Linked DNA regions of Mus musculus: all the other regions are linked to region 2. A link is a contact called in public promoter capture Hi-C data. All regions are on one chromosome and are shown on one strand. The core of a region is the stretch at or near the end of the contact, and the rest is flanking DNA. Distances in the headings are between cores, read along the strand shown.

The links. Promoter capture Hi-C pulls out the DNA fragments that hold promoters and counts their contacts.
Region 1: a contact with region 2 is called in a promoter capture Hi-C map of second pharyngeal arch cranial neural crest. The contact joins the promoter of Tbr1 here to the promoter of Lrp2 in region 2. A contact is called at or near these places in 2 of 39 promoter capture datasets (cranial neural crest and second pharyngeal arch cranial neural crest) and 1 of 484 Hi-C or Micro-C datasets (embryonic stem cells).
Region 3: a promoter capture Hi-C map of embryonic stem cells shows a contact between it and region 2, with 5 read pairs. The contact joins the promoter of Hoxd10 here to the promoter of Lrp2 in region 2. A contact is called at or near these places in 1 of 39 promoter capture datasets (embryonic stem cells) and 1 of 484 Hi-C or Micro-C datasets (embryonic stem cells).

Annotation. Positions count from the first base shown.
Region 1 is chr2:61,802,570-61,805,801 of GRCm38.p6, forward strand. It overlaps Tbr1 (T-box brain transcription factor 1), which reads left to right and starts at 1,884. Exons shown (of 6, transcript NM_009322.3): 1 at 1,884-2,830. The coding sequence starts at 2,139.
Region 2 is chr2:69,584,610-69,588,191 of GRCm38.p6, forward strand. Lrp2 (low density lipoprotein receptor-related protein 2) reads right to left here and starts at 1,420. Exons shown (of 79, transcript NM_001081088.2): 1 at 1,206-1,420. The coding sequence starts at 1,284.
Region 3 is chr2:74,690,141-74,693,402 of GRCm38.p6, forward strand. It overlaps Hoxd10 (homeobox D10), which reads left to right and starts at 1,751. Exons shown (of 2, transcript NM_013554.5): 1 at 1,751-2,584. The coding sequence starts at 1,840.

The sequences.
Region 1 (3,232 bases), core at 634-3,133, 7.8 Mb before region 2:
ATGTCATCACACATATTCACCCCACCAACAACAACCTGGGTACTCCAATTCTGCCTCAAAGGCTAAAATCCAACTGGATAGGAGCTGAGATTTGCTTTCAAAGGGAAACCGGGTCTAACATTATTTTTCTCCCAGAAAATTGCTTCTACTTGATTCTTAGACATCTGATCATCAACCTGTCCGGCCTATGGCCACCAGTGCCAGGTCTTGCTCCTGTGCCCTGTGGGAGGCTGCAGCTGGTACCCTCTGCAGCCACAGCGCCAAGCCTCCGAGGGAGGTGGTGCAGTCTGCTCAGTGCTGGCCGCTGCAGACCAAACTCCAGCACATCTTGAATCTGTTAACTCTTTTCTGACCATACCCAAGTTCCACCCAGCTTTGAACTCTGCTGCTCTGGCGGGGCTACTCAGACTGAAGGCTTGAAGGCAGAGGCACCATCTGGAGGAGATAGATTCCCAGACCCAGCCTGCCTGAGGCATGGGTGGAGTGTGAGCCTCTCGGTCCTGAGCCAGACAGGTCGCCTGGCACTCTCTTAGTCCCCCTGAGCTCACCACCTTGCTGGCCGAGCTGAGCTAAGCCCGGGGTTGGCTCTGCTTTTCTGCACCTCTTGCCTTCAGGGTTGGCCATGCCTGGACACAAGCATGAGCTCTGGGTTTATAGATCTCAGGCTCTCTTGGCTCGAGGCCGAAGGCTAGCCGCCTGTGAAAGCAGGTACTAGATCTTTTCTCTCTATACCTCAGAGTTGCTTGGGGCCTCGTATTACTTGTGCCAAAATCTCTTTACATCGATTCTTTTCGCTAATCCTCTTTTAAAAATTACTGGCATGGGTTCTTTTTCTCTCCCTCTGGATTATGTAAACATTACACACACACACACACACACACACACACACACACACACACACACACACACACACCACACCAGTCAGTAAGATCATCGCATTGACACCGCTTCCACTCTGTCTCCCCAGATCAACGCTTCTAGAGAACCCATTTGCACTGGGGACTCAGCCCTCTCTTTTTCCTGGCGAGGCTTATGAACCTGTCACCAAGCCAGTGCCTCGGAAAGGAGGAAGTGCGGTGGGGCTCAAAGGATACATGGCGCCCGCCCCCAGCTAGCTGCTCTTCAGATGATCTGCAACCAAGTTGGCTGATAAAATATTTAGTAACGACCCAGTAAACATGACTGCAAATACATTAAAGCACTTCAGCGCGACAGCTTATGATTATTTCAAAACTTAAAAAGGAGATCATAGATTGTCACTGTTTCTGTACCCCTGCCGGAAACCGAACCTTCCCGAGGTGGGTTGCTGGGTGGGTTAACTGCTTTGCCTCCTCTTCTCCTCTCTTAACGCTGTGGCTTTCAGCGGCAGAGGTTTGTTTATTTATTTATTTACTCGTGTAGTTTAAAGGTGGGGGAGGGGGCGGCAAGGACACGCAATACCGATTCAACAAAGCACAGGCTCAGGTGTGTGTGCTTCTGTGTATTAACTGGAAAAGACAGACTCTGGAAGTTTTACAGGGCGAGAAGAGGCCACCGGCTCGCGCTTTGTATACTTTGCACTTGAAATCGTTACATTCAACTGAATATTTGGCTCATTCAGATCCGAAAAGTCTCCTAGCATCATCGAATTCCCTCCTCCGCCCCTCCTCTCTAAAGAGAGGGGGGGGGGTAAGGAACTGTTTAGTAAATTGCACATCTTTGAATCTTCCTGAAGCAGTGGTCACAAAGCTTAAAGGTGACATAACAGAGCTCACGTAAACCAACACACTTTCCCCACCCCCCAAGCCAACAATAAAATCATCCCCTTCAATTTGCCATGATCGTCGCGACCAGGAGCCAGGTGATTATCCTAATTAATGTCTATCTAATTAAATTACTGTCAGCAGCTAACCAATGGCAAGAGCCGTTTCATCGGCTGCATAAGCAGCAAGATCAAAAGTGAGCCTTTTCTGATTGCTGCATAGTGTCAATTGGCCAATCTCTTCTCCCAGGGAAAAAAAAAAGTAAATCAAACCTTTGAGAAGCATTTGCTGGTTGAAGTGCTTTCTGTCTAGTGAGGGGTCTGTGGATTCCTAGTGTATGATAAACAGGACTTTAAAACCCAGGGACGGGAGGGCCAGCGTTCAGGTTCTAGAGCTATGCAGCTGGAGCATTGCCTCTCTCCTTCTATCATGCTCTCCAAGAAATTTCTCAATGTGAGCAGCAGCTACCCACATTCGGGCGGATCTGAGCTTGTCTTGCATGATCATCCCATTATCTCGACCACTGACAACCTGGAGAGAAGTTCACCTTTGAAAAAAATTACCAGGGGGATGACGAATCAGTCAGATACAGACAATTTTCCTGACTCCAAGGACTCACCAGGGGACGTCCAGAGAAGTAAACTCTCTCCTGTCTTGGACGGGGTCTCTGAGCTTCGTCACAGTTTCGATGGCTCTGCTGCAGATCGTTACCTACTCTCTCAGTCCAGCCAGCCACAGTCTGCGGCCACCGCTCCCAGTGCCATGTTCCCGTACCCCAGCCAGCACGGACCGGCGCATCCCGCCTTCTCCATCGGCAGCCCCAGTCGCTACATGGCCCACCACCCGGTCATTACCAACGGAGCTTACAACAGCCTGCTGTCCAACTCTTCGCCGCAGGGCTACCCCACGGCCGGCTACCCCTACCCACAGCAGTACGGCCACTCCTACCAAGGAGCCCCTTTCTACCAGTTCTCCTCCACCCAGCCCGGGTTGGTGCCCGGCAAGGCGCAAGTATACCTGTGCAACAGGCCACTTTGGCTGAAATTTCATCGGCATCAAACGGAGATGATCATCACTAAACAGGGAAGGTAATGCTACTTTCTTGGCTGCCGCTGTTCCAGGCGTGACCCTGGGCGAACGCACCCAAGTTGTGACCGCCGGGCAGCGACTATGTGGGGTCGGGGAGCGGAGTGGAGAGGCGCTCGGGTGCGTCCTGGAGTTGGCTGGTTTTGGAAAAGGGGAATGTGGAAGGGATAATAACCACCGTGATGTTGGTGGCGGGGAGCCTGCTGTGCCAATGCGGTCGGAGAACCAGTCAGTGGCTAGAGCACGACGGAGAGCCGCGGCCGCTCCTAGGCATTCAGAGCGACGCATCAAAGCTGGCCCGAGCCGACAGGTGGAGAAGCAGGCCGCCACCGGCTCTCCACCGAGCACTGATCCCTGTTGGTCCCCCACTGCAGAGCGCTCGCTGCTCTTCCCGACTTCGGCCC
Region 2 (3,582 bases), core at 170-2,669:
CTCCTCTCTATAAATGGGGGCTTCCACAGTCCTCACCCATCAACCCCAATATGTGATCTAGGGAAATCAATTTATTGCTTTGACTAATCCTGCAACAATAGGGGTTTCATTTTTATTGTAGGGCAATTAAGTTGTCCGACGGGAAAGAGCGGGAGGGGAAGTGGGGACTGGCCCATCCCCACAGACAGATTAGTCCCTGCAGAGGCTGCAGCGTCCGTTCTGTCTGTCTGGTGGTCGGTCACACGCAGCACCAGGCTGCTACCTAGCAACGAAAGCCAGGGAGAGAGCTCGTGGGTTCTCCTTGAGTCAGTCTCTCTCTCTCTCTCTCTCTCTCTCTCTCTCTCTCTCTCTCTCTCTCTCCCTCCCTCCCTCCCTCCCTCCCTCCCTCCTTCCTCACTTTGCTTTCCCGTTTTCTCCATTCCTTTCAACTTGTCTCTCATTTTCTTCTCTTATAGTTTTCTATTCTAAATAATTTCCTCCCTTTCCTCTCTCTCCCTGTTTCACGGGGAAGGAAAAAAAAAAAACCTCCCGGACAACTTGAAAAAGTTTGTAGTCACTTTAGAAACTTTCTGCATTCCAGTCCCCAAACTCAGGCGCAGCTAACCAGCTCCATTCATCAACACAAAAGCACCCGCTCTGGGTAGGAAAGGGAAAGCCTTCAAGAAAAGTACTCTAGTGTATCAGCCGCTTCCTCTGCCAATCCCACCTCCCCGCCTTATCTGGGCTCGTAAACGATCGGTATCATGAGATGCGGTCTCATGGGGGTCACCGCGGGACAGGGTTTCGCCACTGATGGAAGGAGGCTCTGGCCGGCGGCCCCTGGCGCACGGTGGGATCGGATCTCCCGCGCCGGCTGGACGCTGCAGGTGGAAAGCGGCGCTGGGAGCGGCGTGGAGGACCGCCCCGCCCCAGCCAGAAGAAAGCTGCAGACCCACGCGGGAGACCCTCGTACTCCAGGTTCCATCCTGGAAAGCCTTGAGGGTCAGGACTAATTCCCGTGGGAACAAAGGCACGATAGCCGTGGGACGAGCTGTCACCGAAACCGGTGCGTCCGCGTTCCCCAACCAGTACAAGAAGCGGCGCTGCAGTCATCTCTCCTGGGGTCACCGGAGCGCTCAGCCGGAGCAGCTCCGCAGCCGCCCACCCTCGTCCGGCTCAGCTCCGCAGCGACTATGGTGGCGTAGCGCGGGCAGGTGACCGCTTACCTTGGCCACTGACTGGCGCCAGGCAGGCAGCGATCGCCAGCAGCAGCATCCATGCCGCCGCCGCGGCCCCGCGCTCCATCGCGGAGACGGCCCCGGGCCTCGCCGTTCCTTCCCCGGGAGGTGGGCGCGCGTCGCAGCGGGCACAGGCAGGTTACTCCGCTCCGGAACAGGAGTCTTGCTCAGCAGCAGTCGCTGGCTCCTAGAGGCAGAAAGCCGGTCCCGGCGCCTGAGGCATCCCGTTTTCTACCCGCGCCAGTCCCCACCCTCCAGACAGTGCATAAAGCCCTCTAGACCAGACCGCCCCGGAACTAGCATGCGGGAATCCAGTGGGCCAGGCCCCCTACTGCCCGGCCCGCCCCCTGCACTTTGCGACTCTGGGAGGAGTGGGCCCTCGGACACTTGCGCGCTAGCACATGCACACTCCACAAGCGCGCTCGCTCGTGCATGCTCTCACCCAGGAGCACAGGCTCCGGGAACACAAAACTGCCTCCCACGCTGGCGAGCGCCCACCCCTCGCTCGCACGAGCACACACACTCCAAGGTCCTATTCAATCACTGACAATAATCGCCGCTGCTCACATTCGGAGCAAGGGCTTGGCCTCGCCACTCAGAGGGATGGCTAGACGGGGCGAGGAAGAAATTGGCCACGGACACAAACTCTAAAACGTTATCACCGGTGGGAAGGAATGGAGAAAGGGGGGAAGTCAAGAGCAGCGACTAAAAAAAGAAAGAAAGAAAGAAAGAAAGAAAGAGAAAAGATGAAAAGGGAAAGAAAAAGAACAAATGGGGAAAGGGGAGCAAGGAAAGGGGAAGAGAAAGAAGGGGGAAGAAAAGAAAAGGCAGAGGGTGTTTTAGTGCGGGTCTTTCATCTCAACACTCGGGAGACAGAGACAAGTGGATCTCTGTGAGTTTGAGGCCAACCTGGTCCACACAGTTCCAGGACAGCCTGGGCTATGTAGAAAGAACCTGTCTCAAAAAGAAGGGAAGAGGGAGGGAGGGAGGGAGGGAGGGAGGGAGGGAGGGAGGGAGGGAGGGAGGGAGGGAGGGAGGGAGGACCAGAAAAAAGCTGGACAGAGCCAAGCCGCCTGACCTCCTTGCCTCGGTGTGAACTCGCTAAGCTGCCTCGGGGCCCTCCTCCCCCTGACAGGGTGCAGGCTACCCAGATGGGGTAGCTTGTGTTTTTATAGTCAGAGAGGAGATTCTATCATTGCTCTGGAGGCCATAACTATCTGGCTCCCCAAGCGTCAGGTGTCAGTCATGCCAGACAGCGTCTCCTACAGTTCTGTTCATTTCGAAACAAAACTTGGGGGAGGGGTTGTTTTCTCCGCAATGCCAATAATGAGAGAAACACCAGGAATTCGGGAGAACTCTATGGTTCCCCTCGGGGACCACACTGAACCTGTTAACTGGGAGACAACCCTCTTTAAGAGAGTGGACCTTACACGAGCCCTTCAGACCCCGGTCTTCAGTTCCGCAGTGCCGAGACGAGTCAGTCGGTGCAATTGGTTGCTCTAGGAGCCCCACCGGAGGACCCGGCTGATTCTCAGCCTGATCATCCCAGAATCTTCTGCCCCAGTCGCTGCAGCAAGCCCATAGAGCCCTAGACCATTTTCCTAGAGTCGTTTTCCTTAAGCAAAAGGGCTGTGATGTAGGAAAGGCGGCTATCCACGTGGTGACAGAGCAGGGTCCCTCTGCCTTCCCTCCCTGGAGCGATGGCCTGCCAGTTACTGCCCTCCTCTTCTCCCCCCTGCAAGTATAGTCTGGACCTCTGCTGACCACAACAGCGAGTGCAGCGTGGCTTAGGCTGGCAAGCCTTGGGGATGGGGGACAAATTAGGTGTTGCTTTTGGAAGACAAATCTGGCACCTAAAACTTAAAAGACTTAAAATCAGTAGGTTTGTGAAAACAACGTCTGGACAGGGAAACTAAAGTTAGATGCTTTGGCCAAAGGTTTCTACTCTGAGGCACCCAAGAGGAGCGAGGATTGGGGACCCCAGGGAGGAGGGGTTGGTGTGGAAAAGGAGTCAACAGGTGGGGATTGGGTAGGGGGCGCGAAGCTGCCCTCCAGTCTCAGTTTGTGATTTATGCTGGTCCCAGAATGACTGTACAAGACCGCGCTGGGGTCATGAAGGTTAGAAGCCTTCCAGGGCCAGGCTGCATGGACGTCCCGCATCACTGCTCCGCCAAGTTGCAGAGATCCTCGACCTGTGCCTGGGAGGCAAGTTGTGTGTGTGTGTGTGTGTGTGTGTGTGTGTGTGTGTGTGTGTGCGCGCGCGCGCGCGCGCGCGCTCCACAGTGGCGGTCCAGGGATCCAAGCATTCCTTTCGGCACTGAAGGGTTCTTCTCATTGTTGCTGCCTTTGTGCTCTAGTGTTGCCA
Region 3 (3,262 bases), core at 501-3,000, 5.1 Mb after region 2:
GTCCAGGGCAAGTCTTTGGAAATCAAGGTTAAAGCTCCCTGCTGCTGTCCTAAGGCCCCGGGCTTCCGCAAGGCGGCTCGCCGCCTGCAACCAAAGAAGAAGGGAGGAAGTTGTTCAAGTTTCTCATAAAATTCTGAGTTTCCACGGTGGTTGTGGCAGTGGTTGTTCTTTAATGAGCTGGACCACAACCCCAGACCATATCCTCTTTATAAAACTTTCCCTCACCAGAGGAAACGGAAGACTTAGACTCTCCCTCTTTATTCCCTTCTTGCCCAAACAAAACCTTGTCAAAGAATTTTAGGGATCGTCCAAAACTATAAAATTTAACTTCTGACAAAAGTATAGCTTTTAATATTTGACGATTTGTGTTAAAACAAAAATTGACCTTCTTGGTTAGTAGCGGAGGGGAAAAATCAATAGTATAATTTTCAATAATTCATAAAGCAAACGCCATTATGCTAAATCTTAACTATTAATCTTATCCTTTACAAAGTCTCGATTGATTTGTTAATAAAATATCTTCCCGTTTGTGGCAACAGCGGGTATAACTCTTTAAAAACCTTCAGAAGCAAGAAAATTACCAAGTAGCCCAAGAATGTAGATGAGAATTTTATTGATCGCCCTGATTCTTCTTAATATGTATTAATAAATTCCACAACCCCTTGTACCTTGCACTTGTCAGAAACCAATGCTTTTACAAAATCCATAAAAGGAAAACATATTTTTCTTTGCAGAAGATCTAAATGACAAGTTTGCTTTGCTCTCTCCTCTTTTTATTTTTATTTTTTCTTCTGGCCCGGTTTTCTAAAACTTGTGGAGTCCGGGGATCAGAGTTTTCCCTTTTCTTTTGAAAAAAAATTTCTTTTTCCCTTCCTTTCTCTCTGCCCTGTGTTATCAGGGGAAGGAAATCTGGCTTTAGCTGTTTCTGGGAGCCGGAGAGACGCTTTCGCGAATAGGGAACGGCTGGCGAAGGATTATCTCCAAGCTAGGAAGCTCCCAGCGGCCGGTCCTCAAAGGTCAGGGTGTGGTTACTCTCAGAGTCAAGGCTCCAGGAGCTCGTGGGTGCCGATTCCCCCCCCCCCTTAGTTCTAGCAGAAAGATCTAAGGAGGGGGTAGCTACGGGCTGGAACCATCATCCGAGCTTCGGGTTTGCCCAGCTGCGTGGTGGCCTCTCGACCCTCGGGGCCCTATTCGCCAGTGCTTCCCCGACACCTTGGTCCAATCTTTGCACTGAAGATTTTCACACAGCCCCCTTTGGAACCCTAGGGAGGGATGTTTCCGAACTAGAGAAATCGGACTCACCTTCCTGGCTGCCCAGTACTAAATTAACCAGCCCGCGCCCCTATCCCTTCCTGGGAACCGGCCCTCTTGGGCGCGTTCTGCCTGGGTATGTGCAGGGAGAGCGCTTCTGTGAGCAGGCGCCACAGCGCTCTGACTTTCCTCAGTACGCGTGTCCTCCCGGAGGCCCCTCGAATCAAGCCTTTCCTTCCGCTGGCGGGGCCCGGTGGCCGGGTGGGGGACTCGAGTGGGGCAGGCCGGCCGGCCAAACAAGCCCCGGGAGACAGGCTGGCCGGCAGCAGAGCTCTGGGCCGGTTGTCTCCAACGCGCACTATCACAGGCGCTTAGTAGATGTCGCTGTTGTCCGTGCTTACGCGGCCAGCCGGCCGGGCTGGGGAACACGTGACCTGCAAGGAGGCTGCGGCTCAAGGCCATTTTCAAATCTCATTGGCTTGGTTGTCATGTGGTCGGCAGAGGCATCCACAATTACACCGGGAATGTTTTCCTAGCGATGTCAGCCTACAAAGGACACAATCTCTCTTCTTCAAATTCCTCCCCAAAATGTCCTTTCCCAACAGCTCTCCTGCTGCTAATACTTTTTTAGTAGATTCCTTGATCAGTGCCTGCAGGAGTGACAGTTTTTATTCGAGCAGCGCCAGCATGTACATGCCACCACCTAGCGCAGACATGGGGACCTATGGAATGCAAACCTGTGGACTGCTCCCGTCTTTGGCCAAAAGAGAAGTGAACCACCAAAATATGGGTATGAATGTACATCCTTATATACCTCAAGTAGACAGTTGGACAGACCCGAACAGATCTTGTCGAATAGAGCAACCTGTTACACAGCAAGTCCCCACTTGCTCATTCACCGCCAACATTAAAGAAGAATCCAATTGCTGCATGTATTCTGATAAGCGCAACAAACTCATTTCTGCCGAGGTCCCTTCGTACCAGAGGCTGGTCCCCGAGTCTTGTCCTGTTGAGAACCCCGAGGTTCCTGTCCCTGGATATTTTAGACTGAGTCAGACCTACGCCACCGGGAAAACCCAAGAGTACAATAACAGCCCCGAAGGCAGCTCCACTGTCATGCTCCAGCTCAACCCTCGTGGCGCGGCCAAGCCGCAGCTCTCGGCTGCCCAGCTGCAGATGGAAAAGAAGATGAACGAAAGCGCGAGCGGCCAGGAGCCCACTAAAGTCTCCCAAGTGGAGAGCCCCGAGGCCAAAGGCGGCCTTCCAGAAGACAGGAGCTGCCTGGCTGAGGTTTCCGTGTCCAGTCCCGAAGTGCAGGAGAAGGAAAGCAAAGGTCGGTATGAACAGAGTTGCCACCCCAGCGGGGCGTGCAGTCCGGTAAAACCTCGAAAAGGGAGCGCTCGGGTGCCCAGAGCAGAGCCCGGGCAGCGGAGCCCAGAGCCCATACTCCGCAGGTGCTGCTCCACCCGGCTTTTAGAAGGGATATCCCTGCCTTGAAAGGGTCGGGGCTTCTCTCCCGCTGCTCCGGCCAGACCTGGCCCCAAGCTGATGGCGCCTGGGCAGAGGACAGGCTTGCCGGGTTTATCAGTCTTGAGCCAGATCCGAAATACAACAAAAGAGCTAAAAGGAGACCAGCCGTTTGTAAACAGGGCTCCAGTGCCCGCTTTTCTTTGGCTCAGATTTGCAGCCCTAGTTTTTGCCTTGAACCCAGGGATCATTTTAAGGTAGCCTAAGACACCGTGTTTGTGTTCAAGGGTTTGCACCCCGCATCCTGCGATCTAAGAGGGAAAGGAAATGGTTTGGCCTGTTGGTGCTTGGGTGGGGAAGCAGAGGTAACCTTGGCTTTGTCTGGCGAAAGTGCCGCAGGCTTTGCAATCTTCTACAAAGGGGGCAAAGGCGGAGGAGGGGGAGAACAGATCTGCATTGCCCACCTAGGGCTGGGGTAATGCAAAGAACCAGGGATATGGGTTTCTAAGAAGGAATCTTGAGCCCCCACGCCCATTTCTGCAGT